Regions from separate parts of the Anas platyrhynchos genome. Here region 1 is linked to region 2. The links are chromatin contacts, called in public Hi-C maps. All regions are on one chromosome and are shown on one strand. Each heading gives the region's core, a stretch centred on a gene start, on an enhancer-like site or on the middle of the called end of the contact. The rest is flanking DNA. Distances are from core to core; before and after follow the strand shown. Region 1 overlaps HS6ST2 (heparan sulfate 6-O-sulfotransferase 2). Region 2 overlaps HS6ST2 (heparan sulfate 6-O-sulfotransferase 2).

Region 1 (6,755 bases), core at 3,851-6,350, 54 kb before region 2:
AACATTAGAAACTAATTAACTGGAAGTCCCGTGTACCTGATGCTGACTACGTGAGCAGACTTGATGTGCAAATCACTCTGGAAGTTGTGGAGAGGTCTGGGGTGTTTTCTTCTCTTTTGGGCACCTCTTCCTTGGCTGATGTGGGAACAGCCCCAAGCAGGGTCTTGGTGCCATTCTTGCATCTTCACGTTCGACCCTCATCAGCCTCACTTGGAAACATGTGGACGAACAAATCAGCAATAAGTGCTTCCATGTTTTCCCTTCCCAGTGATGAGAATCCTGTGGGAACTGAAAACAAAACCTGAGTGGAGGATGCACGGAGCTCAGACTTGTTCCGCACTAATGCAGTGGTGCCTGCCTCTGTGCGTGCTCCCCTGTGCCTGAACCTCACTCGGTGACGTCTGCAGGAGCAGCAGTGCAGAGCCCAGCAGAGCTGTGTTTTGTGTGTAATTAGCAGTGAGGCCTCCCCTGGTGGTGGCCGCAAGCCCTGTGTGCTGCTCAGCCAGCCATCGACCCCTCCAACTCCTGGGCCTCTCTCTCTGCACAGCCCTGGCTCTGTGGTCACATCACGGATTTCATTCACTTTTCCGATGTTCCTGCCTCGATCCAGCAGTAGCAGCGTGAGGGTGAACATGGATGCTCAGAGACAAGGGGTCCAGTGATGCCTTGTCCTCTGCTCTTACAGCACCCTGGGCTCCCCATAAACAGTTCCTGGGAAGCTATTGCCTTGTCTCTCCATTGGGTTCATTGGATAACTTGCACATTTTGGAGAGAGAATGAAGAAAACGGGGAAAAAGTTAACATCTCTCTGGCCTGTCTGACTCGTGTCCCTGGCCCCTTCTTGCTGGCAGCACGGTGCCAGCCCCAGACGGGTTCTGCAGGTGATGGGGAGGTGCAGGAGAGGGCAGCGCTCCCAGGCTGTAGCTGTGGGACTCGGGGCACGCTGTGGTGGGGTCAGCTGGACTGTCCCTGCTGTGCCTGACTGCAGGTCCTGCACGTGGAGCATTTTTGTTCCCTTCTAATCTGTGCATGTGGAAACCATGGCATAAAAGGGACCTCCAACCAGCTAGGGCATGGGTGAATGTTAAAGGAGAAAAAAGTTTGAGTTACATGTCTGCTTGCCTAGTTTGGGGTGTTCTCCCAGCTATGCAAGGGTGTAGCAGGCATACCACCGGTGTGAAATGGCTGCTTAAAAGAGCTGAGAGTGAGTGAGACCCTTTGGTGCTTCTTTGTTGCCCTCCTGACAGGTAATAAACAGGGCTCTCCGCTTCATTATTACTAAATCAAAACTCTATTGATTCCTTGTGTGAAAATCCAATGTGACATAAAATGTTTTATTTATGCTTTTAATCAGGCCTCACTGTAAAAACGCTGTGGCTTTTCGTCGTTGTTGTTTTTAATAAATGAAATGAAATTCTTTGCCAAGCCCCGGGCTCTGAAACCAGCCCAGCTCTCCCTGGCGTCTCCCCGTCAGTGGGAGGCTCGGCTGCGCTGCATCGCTCCCAGCGGAGTTAGGGAGCTGTGGTGGGCTGCCTCCAGCCCTGCATGGTATCAAGCAGGATCCAGCCCTACAGGCGGCTTTGGGACCAGCAGCGGGCCAAAAGTGCTGGAGCTGATGGACAGTAAGAGGGGAAGCGGCCCCCACGCTGGCTCGGACCCTGGGGCTGACCTGCAGCAGGGGTTGCTGTGCGGGGGCACTGGGGATGGAGGCGTTGTGTGCAGCGTGGCACTTAGCTTGTCAGCACAGCATTAATTGTAGTTGTTTAATGTGGTGATTAGTGTTGTTTGTTCAGATGTCTAATGCAGCAATTAGCCTCGGCAGGGTGTTCAGTGATAGGTTACAAGTGCTTTCTTCCTGCCAAGAAGTACTCTGCGTCTCCAGCCTCCTCTCTCCGTGCTCCTGGGTGCTGTAGCACTCCTGGCACTTGGTCTCACAGACATGACAGGCGTGTGGCTACGTTTGTGCAAGGTTTGTTGTCCTGCCAGGGGAGGAATGCTGCTGGGTGCTGCTCAGTGAGATCCAAAGCTGGTGCTGGTGCTGCCTGCAGCTCAGCTCTGTTGTCCTGGCAGTGCCCCATGTGGCTTCACCTGTGTTGGTACGTCCAGTGCTCTGATGGTCAAACCTCAGCCTCTTAGCAGGAGTGAATTTTGGCCCAGAGAAGTGGCCCATGGATAAAGCCCACTGTGGTGTGCCAGGTGTCTATAGCTGCTGCAAAACCATCCCCGATGCGTTGTCTTTGATTGTGCCCCTTGATTAAGCCCCTGGGAGAGGAGATGAAATGCATCCCCTGGTGCTGGAAGAGAAAGCTATTGATTTTTCTTCTACTGGGTGAGATCACTTTCTGGGTTTTGATGGACAACAAGTTGAAGTGTAGCATAATCCCTGAGGTGTAGGGGTCTGGCTCTCTCAGGGACCAACACCATCATATTCCCAAAGCTGGCAGCGCTGCCAGGCTGCTCGCGTTGCTTAACAGTGCTGCCCTGCTTCGGCAAGGGGGACACGAGGGGAAGGCATTGCAGCAGCAACTTTATAACAGATTGTTTAATTAGCAGAACACTTAAATGCAAACAGCAGATTAAAAGGCTGGGGCCGAGAAGTGTTGCAGCTCTCAGGAGAGGGGAAAGCACGTGAGATATACGGAAACGGGCTGCAGAGTGCTAGTGGCTTGCTCTGGCGGTTTGCTGTCCCTCCATCGGAGGATTGGGAGGAGAGGCTGTGGGGCTGGCACTGTGTGCCTGTGACACCGGCCTGTCCCAGTGCATGTGATGGGAAAGCAAAAAGTAAAGGTGCAAAGAAGCTGCAGCAGATGTGGGCCAGGCCTCCTAGAGCTTCAGGCAGCCCCCTCTGTTACATGCTGGGCCACCGGCTCTGCAGATGCCTAATCAGGGAAAGGGCTGTGGCCTCCTCGCCTCCCAAAAAGCCTCTCCTTGATGAGGGCAAAGCAATTCTGATGTGCACAAACCTAGCAGGGAAGATGCCGGTGCTGAGAAACACTGTCTGTTGACTGGGTGTTTACAGAGCAAGAGCAACTGTATGTTGGTTGCTTCTTCCTACCCGGAGGCTGGGAACTTCAAAGTGAATTATAGGAGTATTGCACATCCACGCCAGGAGGGTGGCTGCTGGAAGGAGCCTTCTCCCACCCCCTGTCTGGCAGCCCTTCAGGCAAGAGCGAGCTGGCTGTAGAAGAAGCACTAATTCAGCCCTCAGGGCAGCAGTGCTATGGCCAATAACAACAGCTTGGCTGGACATGGTTGAGTGGAAATGCTAAATCACAAGAGAACAAGGGAAAATGTTGCACTGAAGATGCATTTTCGCTGTGGAGTTAGGCTGTGTCTAACTGGGGGGGGAGGGGGTTCACGTTCCCTCCCATTGCTGCACGTGTACCCGCACGTGGGGACCTTCCACCCATCGGTGTGTCCTGGGTTGCTGAGGAGGCACCGTGCTGCGGGACTCCTGAGCCTGCAGGTGAGCTGTCAGCCCCAAAGCCTGGGATCTGTGCGGGGCAGCTAAGTGTGGGACCTAAGAACCAAGAGCAACAGGCATCCCAGGGAGGAATGCTGCAGTGAAATCGTGTCTGCTGCGATTCCCGGTGCGCTGCGATAAGCTCTCTTGATTTCTTTGTGAATTATTTAAAATGCAGGAATTGCAAACAGAAGCCTGACTGTTTCTGTTGTGTGCACAAGCTAGATTAGAGCAGGAAGCTTCATTACAATAGGCTTAGATGTCTTCAAAGGCTTGGATGTATTTTCCCCTTCATTGATAAGCAATATTGATTTCAGCAGTGGTTGCCTGCTGTGCTTGGCCGCAGGATTGTGGTACTCCTTTAGACCCAGAGTTGTGCATTAGCACAGCATAGTGCACTTGCTGTTGAGCAGACGAGTTTGTTGCCTGCAGACTGTTAATTCGCTTTCAGAAAATATTTAAAGGTGAGGTTTGTATTTCTGTGCGCCAGGTGAGACCATCTGAGCAGCTCACAATGTTGCTGCCCCTCGCGCTAGCTGCCAGAGCACTGCTCAGCTCAGAGCAAAGCAGCTTAACTCAGACCTGCTCTGTTCCTGTGGAAAGCCCTCTCCAGTGAAAGCCAGTGTTTACCAGTGGTATCTGTGCTGAAAAAGGTGCTTTAGGTAATGAGCTGCTTCAAATATGTCCTTCTTTCTAAAGCGCAGCATTTTGTGATGCTGCAGGAAATAAAACATATTGTGATGCTGCAGGAAAAAAAAAACAAAAACAAAACAAAACAAAACAAAAAAACCACTTTCCTCCTAATTAACTAACTAATTTAAGGAATGTGTTATTTGTTAAAATGGGTCAGGTATCCACCTATAGGAAGGTGCCAGTGACAGAGAAGAATATGAAGATTTTAAAGGGGTTAGAGGAGACGGTGGAAGGAAGCACTTCCCTGACCCATGCTGGCTCTTGATGTGATTCAGGCAGCAGCTGGCGGTGCTGAGCAGTGGCTATAAACATTGCCATTATGCTGATTTATGTGTAAAGATTTATCCTAATCAACTGCTCCTTGTATAGTGATACTGTCCCAGATCTGGAGATAGAGCCAGACAGAGCATGAGGCTGGGGGCTGTGTGCCCTGGAGATGAGAGATGTCTCCTGTGTTTCATGCACGTTGCTTCTATTTTTCCTGTGATTGCTCTTCTGATTTATTTATTTTTCAGAAGCAAAATAACAAGAAAAAAGTTATTAAAAAAAAAAAAAGGAGTTTCTTTGCCATACAGTATGCTTCTCCACCCTTTGGTTGTGACGCAGAAGTTGACCAGAAAAATATGACCAAAATAAAACATACCCACCTGTGCACATCTGGATCTGGAGTGTTTGCCACGATGTAGACAGCTGCTTGGGAGTTTTCCCCCTGTTCAGAGTTGAGATCTACCCCGTGCTGGGACTTCAGGGGCACGGTAGAGGTGCTTGATGATCATCTCTTAATGGGCTTGGCCAAATTGATATTCGGCCTCTTAATTAAGTTCTTGGACAATTCTCAAAGAGATTTGAGTTTGGTGAGCATTTAAGCTTAAGTTGCATCACAGTTTGCATTACTAACGATGTGTGTGGTGCTCCATGAAGCAGCTACCATGACTCAAGCTCACGTAGCAACTTCTGCCCACGAGCTATGTTTGACTGAAACATTAAAATCCCAGGACTGAGGCAGCAGCAACTTCTGGACTTTTTTTTTCTTGGGTTGTGAACTTTGTGGTTGCGTATGGGTCACACTGGAGTTTTGGCTATTTTCTTATTATTCACTTCCAGAATGACTAAGACCTAAATGTTTTTTAACTGAAAGCTCAGATGCCAAAAGCTGAATCTATAGGAATATAAAATATTGTGAGGTGTTTCATACAGTCATGTGAACGTCAATGCTGATTCCCTGGAGGCTTGATTTTTCTTTTCCTTTACATTCGCTTAAATCCAAATTAACCCAAGTTCAGCTGCTCTAAGCTGGCACGAGACCAGCCCCGACTTTGGCTATTTCAGCACTGAGCAGGTTCTCATGTTTGCAGAGGGGTTTTGAAAAGGCCACTCTCTTGGATGCTCTCATCTGAGCATTGTTCAGCCTCTGCATCCTGGTTTCTTTGGCATCAGTGGTAGACTCAGACATCCAGTTCCATCACTTTTTTTCTGCTTTGTTAAAAATTGACCTCACCAGTGCACGAACTGCAACGAAAAGCACCAGCACTTCAGGCAGTGGTCTCTAAATCTTACTTTCATATTGTCCATGGATTTTCTCAAAGTTTTTGGTTTATTCTTGCACTCTTGTAACTTAGCTATGTTTGCTGCAACTGAAAAGTGTTAGAACTCTTCCTTCTCTCTTTGGTTGGTTTGCTCTCTGGAGCAGAGTTGTTTTCCCCATTGAGTGAATATATTTTTTTTCTGCTAGTAAGCCTTGGTGAGAGGTGATAATTAAATAAAACTACTATTATAATAACGGAAAAGTTGACAGGCAACACTGAATATGATGACAGAGGAGTTCTATGGCAGGTGTTTTACACCTGGAATACACTAAATCAAAAGAAATAATTAAGAGCAGTTGTCATTTAAAGGTGAACTAGCTGAAGCCAAGAAACACCGGAGTCCTTGCAGCCCTTTGCTGCTGTACAGGAAGGCTTGGAGAACGGAGATCCATCCTCTGCAGATATAGGTCAGGTCACAGGGAGCTGGGGGCCAATAACTCGTTACAGCTTTACATTTAGAGAGCTTTGTATCCCATTTTTGGCTGGTGTGTTCTGAGGCTGATGCTTCAAAGTCCACTTTATCTTTTATTCACAAATGCTGATGTGTTTAAATGAATGGTGCAGTGCAGTTGCTATAAATAAGCGAGTGTCAATACAAGGCTTTAGCACATGAAAGGCTCATTGATGGGAGCCGGCACTGATAATGGCTCTGCAGGTTCCCTCAGAAGTCTGCAGGACATGGGGGAAAAATCATTTTTGAGATCTGTTGCAATAACTTTTTGATCTTGGTGGTGGTACTTGCTCTGTGTAGGATGGGAAATAGGAAAATAATGGAGAAACCGTTCATTCTTGCAAAAAGATGGGGGATGGGGCAGGACTGATGTAGGTGGCTATTATAAACTGTTATTTTATGGAAACATTTTTCTGTCTTAACCTCTCTCCTGCATCTGCAGGAACCCATAGCTGCAGATCCAAATCAGTCCTTTCAGTTACCTGCTTGGCATCCTGCATCTGCAGTCCCTTCTCTTGTTTTATTTGCAAAAGTAAAATATCAGCAAGCTGTTCTGTCCCCG
Region 2 (6,156 bases), core at 3,004-5,503:
GCTGAGTCTAAAAATGGAAGCTTGCTTCTCTTTTTATCCACCACTAAAAAAAAAAAAAAAAAAAGTGAAAAAGGCTACTGTTCTTGCTGAATTGGTTGTGTGCAAGGGTATCCTGCAGAGATCTTAATAATACAGGCAATTATGAAATTAATACCACTCTGGCAAATCTGCAGGGCAGCTCTCCCCTGCGCAGGCAATGCTGTGGACAATTAGTTTGTGCGTGAGGGTAGCTGGGAGCATGTGTGTGTGTGAGGCTGCATATTTTTCATTTCTTTAAAACCTTATTTTCAGTATACTTGTGTTCCAGGTACCAGCTCTGCACATATACATGTATGAACAGGTACCTTGAGCTGAAAAAATCTTCAAATGCTGCCTTCCTCTGTGCCTAAAGTGCTGCTTTTTTGCAAATCTTTCCCATTTGATAATTTCATGGGCAATGATGGGCTGGTATAATTGCCGCTCTTGCAAAATCCAGCTCCTTTTTATGGGTTCCTCTGGCATTTTTCTCCTGCTGCAGTTACTGTGGGTAGGCTGCTGGCTTCCTACCCCCACCATTAGTGTTTCTAGACAAAACATCTCTGTGATTCATTGGGTGCTGATAGAAGTGAAAACATAATGATTACTTAGAGGAAATGTAAATTTACATTTGCTAAAGGCTTTAATTCACAGTTCTGAAATACTTATCTCCTTTCCTCCTAGGCCCTTGTTCTGAGCTAATGCATGTTATGATTCTCCTGTGCCATACTGAGACCAGAGTAAAGGAATATAAGTCCCTGTGTGTGTAGCTTTGCAGACTGCTGCAGAGAAGAGTGTTTTTTTTTTTCCTCCTCCTTCTCCTCTTTCCCATAATTTTTATATTTGACCTTATAAATGGCTGTAAAAGGGAATGCTGCTGCCGTTCTGACAGCACCTCCACCAGGTATTGCAACAGGTGGTGGCGTTAGCCACTGCTGTAGGAACTGCTTGTGGAGAAAAAAAAGGTTGCATTGCACCTTCAAGATGTACTTCTTTGATAGGGTGTCATTTATACAGCTTGATTTTGCTGTACTTTGAATTTCGGATGAGGCAGATCTGGGCATTTGGTTTGAAATGATGGAATGAAGGTGTCTCACTTCGTAGCTAAAGCAATAGGACCAGCCCTGCTCCTGGCCTGCCTGCTCCGCATCCACTGCATCGAGGCTGCTGGGGAGCAGACAGAGCAGTGGACTTGGGGTGGGGAGGTGAGAGGGGAGAGAGCGAGCGAGGGCAGCAAACCAGCTCCAAGGATCCTGCTCCACACATGCTGCCGCCGTGGGATGCTGGGCGTGAGAGCTTCCTCCTGAAGCTCCCGGGGAGCACAGCAGCCCCCCTCCGTGCTGCCACAGTCAGCAGCAGGGCCCTTTCCCTCATCTGCTGGGCTGGGAGCACAGGGAAGCACTGTGGGAAGTGGGTGGGTGATGCTTTTCAGCTGCTGCTTCTGTTGTCATCCAAATCACTGATGTGAAGCATCTGGGACCAATCTGGAGTAGATGCAAGCATTTTGATTCCCAGCGATGTGTGTGAGAGCTTGCCAAATATTTTGGCCTAGCCTCTGCAAACTGTCCTGCGTGGGCATCTTTCAGCCGGGAAGTGGTACTCGCGTTTGGGGTTTTACGAATTAAGGGGTTTTCCCAAGTATGCTTGGTCGGAGCAGGAAGGGCTGTCACCAGGATGTTCACCCCATCCTTTCAATTGTGTCTGTAGGTGACACAGTTTGTTAAGGATTAGAGTGAGTCACAGTATTAAATGAACATTTTGCTTCTCTCTGAGCGATCTCCAAACAGATGCCTGCCTCTAACAAACGAGGCAGCAGGGGTATTTCTCTTGGAGGAACAATTTGCAGTATTAGCAAATCAAATTCTCAGTGGGCCACTCTTTATGGGAATTAACCTCACCTACCGGGAGCCAGGCGCTCTGGGCACCCGGCCTGATATAATTGAGTTTGACTTCTGGAGACGTGGTGGGGATGATGGATGGGCAAGGGAGACCCACATCACGCCGGCCTCGTGCCCCATCTACTGAATGTTAAAATACATCAACTGCAGGGTTTGGCAGCTTGGGAGCTGCACGTGGAGGATTTCTAACCTGTGGTGCTGTGAGACTAGCACCGCTGGTGTTTCTGACCTTCCGTAGCTACGCTGTGAGGTTATGCAATGCACAAACCTTTTGCGCGTGGTGCAGGATGAGGGAAGAGCATGGAGCCTGCTGCAGCGGGGCTTTGGTGTGGTGGTGGAGGAAAGAAAGGATCTGGACTCATGTGTAGGATCGTCTTCGTCTCATCAGATAACTACGGAAGAGGAAAAGTTGCTGTTTCAAAAAAAAAAATAAATCGGCTTTTAAAGATGAAAAGAATACTCTTATAAATTAGTTTATGGGGAGGGTGGTGAGGACGTTGGTCGTCCTTGTACCATTAGTCAAATCTGGTTGATTGCACATCGTTTCTGGTGCCGAGCCACCAACCATATGATTATTTTTCTTTTTTCAGTAGCTCAGTACTTAATCCTCAGTTTCATATGCAGAATCCCTGCTGCAGGGTTTTATTTCATTTTATTTGCTTTTCTGTTGGACATGATACAGATCTCATCTGTCCCTCTGCCCCGGCCCTTTCTGTTCAAAGGAAACTTTCCTTTCAAAATGTCTGTCCTCACCTGTGGTGTAACTGGGTTTCTCACTGCCCTGTTAATATACCACAAAGTCTGTAAGCTGACCTGCCGTGAAAAAAAAATAATCTCCTAGAACAGGAAACATTCCCAAATTTCCCCTTCTCCCCGTTCTTCAACCAAAGCATTGGAAACACTTTTGCAAAACTGCCTCCCATTTATTGTATGAGCTCATCTGCATGTCCAAACCATCTTAGCCAGGCTTGCCACCTGGATGAGCTTGACCTAGATGCAAACTGATGTGCTTGAGCAAGTTTAAAGGGTAGCCTTAGTTTTGCTAGGAGACTGGGACTGCCCCAGTATTTCCCCCTGCTAATCACAGCTCTGCTTTCTCAGCCATGCACCAAAGCTCTGCTGTCCTGGTTTATCTTTCCCCCGGGCACAGTCTGAGTGGGATGTCAGGGCTGCAGTGCTCCCCGTGCAAGGGCTGTCGGTTTCTTCCCCTCTGTAGCCTTCGGGAGCCCCTCTTGCTACAGCCTCCTCTCTTAGGGGAAATGGGAGAAGGTCACTCGGTCCCTCCCCTGCTTATCCGTACACTAATGGATGTAATGTTGAGTAGGTGGTTAGCTTTCAGCTTCCATCTCATGCTTCTTAGCTCACGGCTCCATCAAGCCAGGCTCAGGTTTCCAGGCTGAAGGCATGGCAGCTGCCAGCACCCGACCTCCAGTCTTCCTCTGCCTCAACGAGCAATTAAACAGCCTCTGTCCTCTGATGGAGATCGATAATCCTCTGCCTGAGCACCAGCAGGACATAAAGGGGCCCATAGGGGTGGAGCCAACCCCCCCTAGTTGTAGTCCTTGTGGAATTACTGTTCTCTTGGACCCCAGAGCAATGGTTTGAAGCCTTTCCATTGGGGTTAAGGTTCCCTTCCCTGCGAGCAGCTGCAATAGGTAAAGCCCCTAGGTGGGTGCTGTATTCAGACCCTAGGTTGCTCAGCTGTCGGTAGTTTTACCATGATGGGGTGGCAAAGCAGGAGAGAGGGAGCTGCAAACTCCCCACGTGCTCTGAAGTCTCTGACTTTACTCAGTGCTGTCATCCCCTGGGGGTTCACACCTCCTCAATTTGACTTCAGTTTGCCGTCTTTTTTCTTTAATGTTGCTTTTAGAAGCTTGCTACGAGGATGCTTTTTAAAAAAATCATTAGGTTGAAAAAATAAAAATGAAGGATTCTCATTCAGCCCCTGCGCTAGGCAGAGGTGGGGAATGTGGGGAACGGCATGGCACAGATGCACTATATGACCACAGAATTACCTTTCAAAGAGAGCAGATGGCTCCATCTCAATAAACCCCTCAGAGAGATTCACCGGAGGTCTTTGAGGTTTCAGTTTGCTTCTTATTTTCTCTGAGGTCTGTGCAGGAAGGAGAGGGGGCTGCTGTGGGCTGAGGCACTGGACAGCTGAAAGCAGGTTTGCGCACTGACTGTGTGCTCTGCTCGGTCACTTTTAGCAAAAATCTTCCCACACATGATAGAAGTACCAAAGCACCAAGAATTTCCTATTTCTAGGCAGCACCAGGGCTGTTTTGGGAGCTGGTTTGCTTTTTGCTCTCTTAGGGCAGGTAAAGAGGCCCTCCATGCCAGGGCTGCGCATAAAGCTGAATCAGAGCCCAGGCAGAAGAGGGGTGTGGTGTGGGACCTTCTGGATCACCACCTCCCCGGCGCAGCTTTCTCACCCTGGTGGAGGGTGTGTGAGCCATTAGCTGGGCATTTATCTGAAGAGAGACTCTGACCTTTTCTGAGCTCCTCTGCAGAAATGGATCGTGTGCAAATAGTTCATTGCTCCCAAAAATGCTCACGCTTTAACCTTGCAATGATGTGATAAGCAGAGCAGTTGATTTAGCACAGGGAGCAAACTCGGCATCGTGAGACTGCTCAGTGCTCGCGGTCCTCAGGAAATAGCTGTGTGCAGGGAGCTAGCAGGAACAAGTGACTGTCGTACCATCACAGATTCCTGGTGGCCCCAGGGTCAACCTACTTTCTAAGTTGCCTGCGAGCAACCTTTGTTCTCTTCTTCATAGACATCCAACTAAACTTTATTAGGAAACCTGTATTTCTGAAGAGGGCAGTTCTTTAAGCTGGAGGGATGATTCACAGTGAAGTCTGAGCTCTACCTGCAAACATGTTGTCTCGGGCTCTGAAGCACAAGCTTCAAGGAATGGGCAGGAGCTCAACACCCCCTTGTTAAGATAGCAGAGGGAACAAGCTGTTACGTACAGAGCTAAAAATAATTGCAAAGCTTTGAATCTGCCTCCCAATTGCAGCAGAAGGATGTTCTGAGCACTGATGGCCGAATCTGTCTCTGGCACAGCTCTTACTCGATGGTGCATTAAAGCGTATGTGACTTTTTGAAGCTCAGTTCAGATAAACGCACAGCAGCGTGGCTGCTTTTCTGGAGCTGCCATGATTTCAAACTTTGATCAGTGTGGCTTGGGGCTAACCCAAAAGCTGGTGTTCCCAGAAGGAATGGTGCCTTTTCCAGAAGAATTTTAACAAGGAGACTGAGGAAGGGGAGAAATGCACAAGGCAGCTGAGATGGGCCCAGCAGCTGACAAAGCAAAGTATGACATGGCATAACGAAGAAGTACAGTGCTGGGCCTGTTTGTAGGGTACTGTGCTTCAGAGCAGGTGATGTGGGCATCCCATAAGTCTGCCCACAGCCTGGTTTCTTGAGCACGAGGTGCTGGAGAGAGCCTGGCCACGTCCATCCTCACTATGAGCAAATGGCTTTGTTCAACCTCCTTCACCTGGTCTTCAACTTGCTGTGACAGGTCCTGATGGAGATACTTGCCTGGATGAGGCAATCGGCCACCTGGGGTGATGGTGATCCATTACAACACAGTTTCTTCCACCAACATGCACATTTTATTCATTCTTTTGTTTTTACAGTAGCAGCAAAGAGAGGCACTTTGTCACTGCCTGTGACCAAAGAGCACGAAAGGAGAGAGGCTGAAGAATTTGAGCTATGATAAAATGCTCACTGCATTGATCTTGGCTCGGCATTTGTTTTCCTTCTTGCATTAACTCCCCATCGATTGCTGTGATGACCTTAGAGCTTGTGGGTTTGCTGGCCGCATCCCTCAGCAAGCAGCACCCCGCTCTTGCATCCTGCTCTGCTCCCAGCCTCCTCGAACCGCTGACGGTGCGAAAGCGGGCCAGTTGGTACAGAGGGTAAGCAGGGCTTTGCTTCAGCCTCTTTGGTCATTCAAGGCTTCTTACTATACATGTATGTTATATATAGGCATGCCACAGCTATGGTACGAACTTGCTGTTGCTTGAGGGATCAGGTCATTATTTTAGTACAGGGTGGTAGTAAATTGGATCCAATTGCGAGGAGTTCTGGCAGCTGTTAAAGAAGGGGCTTTCGTTTGCCTTGGAGATGTTCTTTGTGCCCACGCTTTGCAATGAGACTTTGGGAAAAGTTACCTTCCTCTGGACTGTGGCAGGGGCCTTGGCTCACCAAACATGTTTGCCTTTGCGTTCA

The links. A called contact is a pair of places that touch in the nucleus more often than the background predicts.
Region 1: a contact with region 2 is called in a Hi-C map of skeletal muscle, with 2.9 times the contacts expected there. The contact joins two enhancer-like sites. A contact is called at or near these places in 2 of 8 Hi-C or Micro-C datasets (liver and skeletal muscle).

Annotation. Positions count from the first base shown.
Region 1 is chr10:16,327,821-16,334,575 of IASCAAS_PekinDuck_T2T, reverse strand. All of the region lies in intron 1 of HS6ST2 (heparan sulfate 6-O-sulfotransferase 2), which reads left to right. Among named protein-coding and RNA genes, the nearest start is that of HS6ST2, 67 kb to the left of the region's middle. Within about 2 kb of position 5,100, at least 2 of the 8 cell types and tissues checked have an H3K27ac peak or open chromatin away from gene starts, as enhancers often do.
Region 2 is chr10:16,273,643-16,279,798 of IASCAAS_PekinDuck_T2T, reverse strand. All of the region lies in intron 1 of HS6ST2 (heparan sulfate 6-O-sulfotransferase 2), which reads left to right. Among named protein-coding and RNA genes, the nearest start is that of MBNL3, 28 kb to the right of the region's middle. Within about 2 kb of position 4,253, at least 1 of the 8 cell types and tissues checked has an H3K27ac peak or open chromatin away from gene starts, as enhancers often do.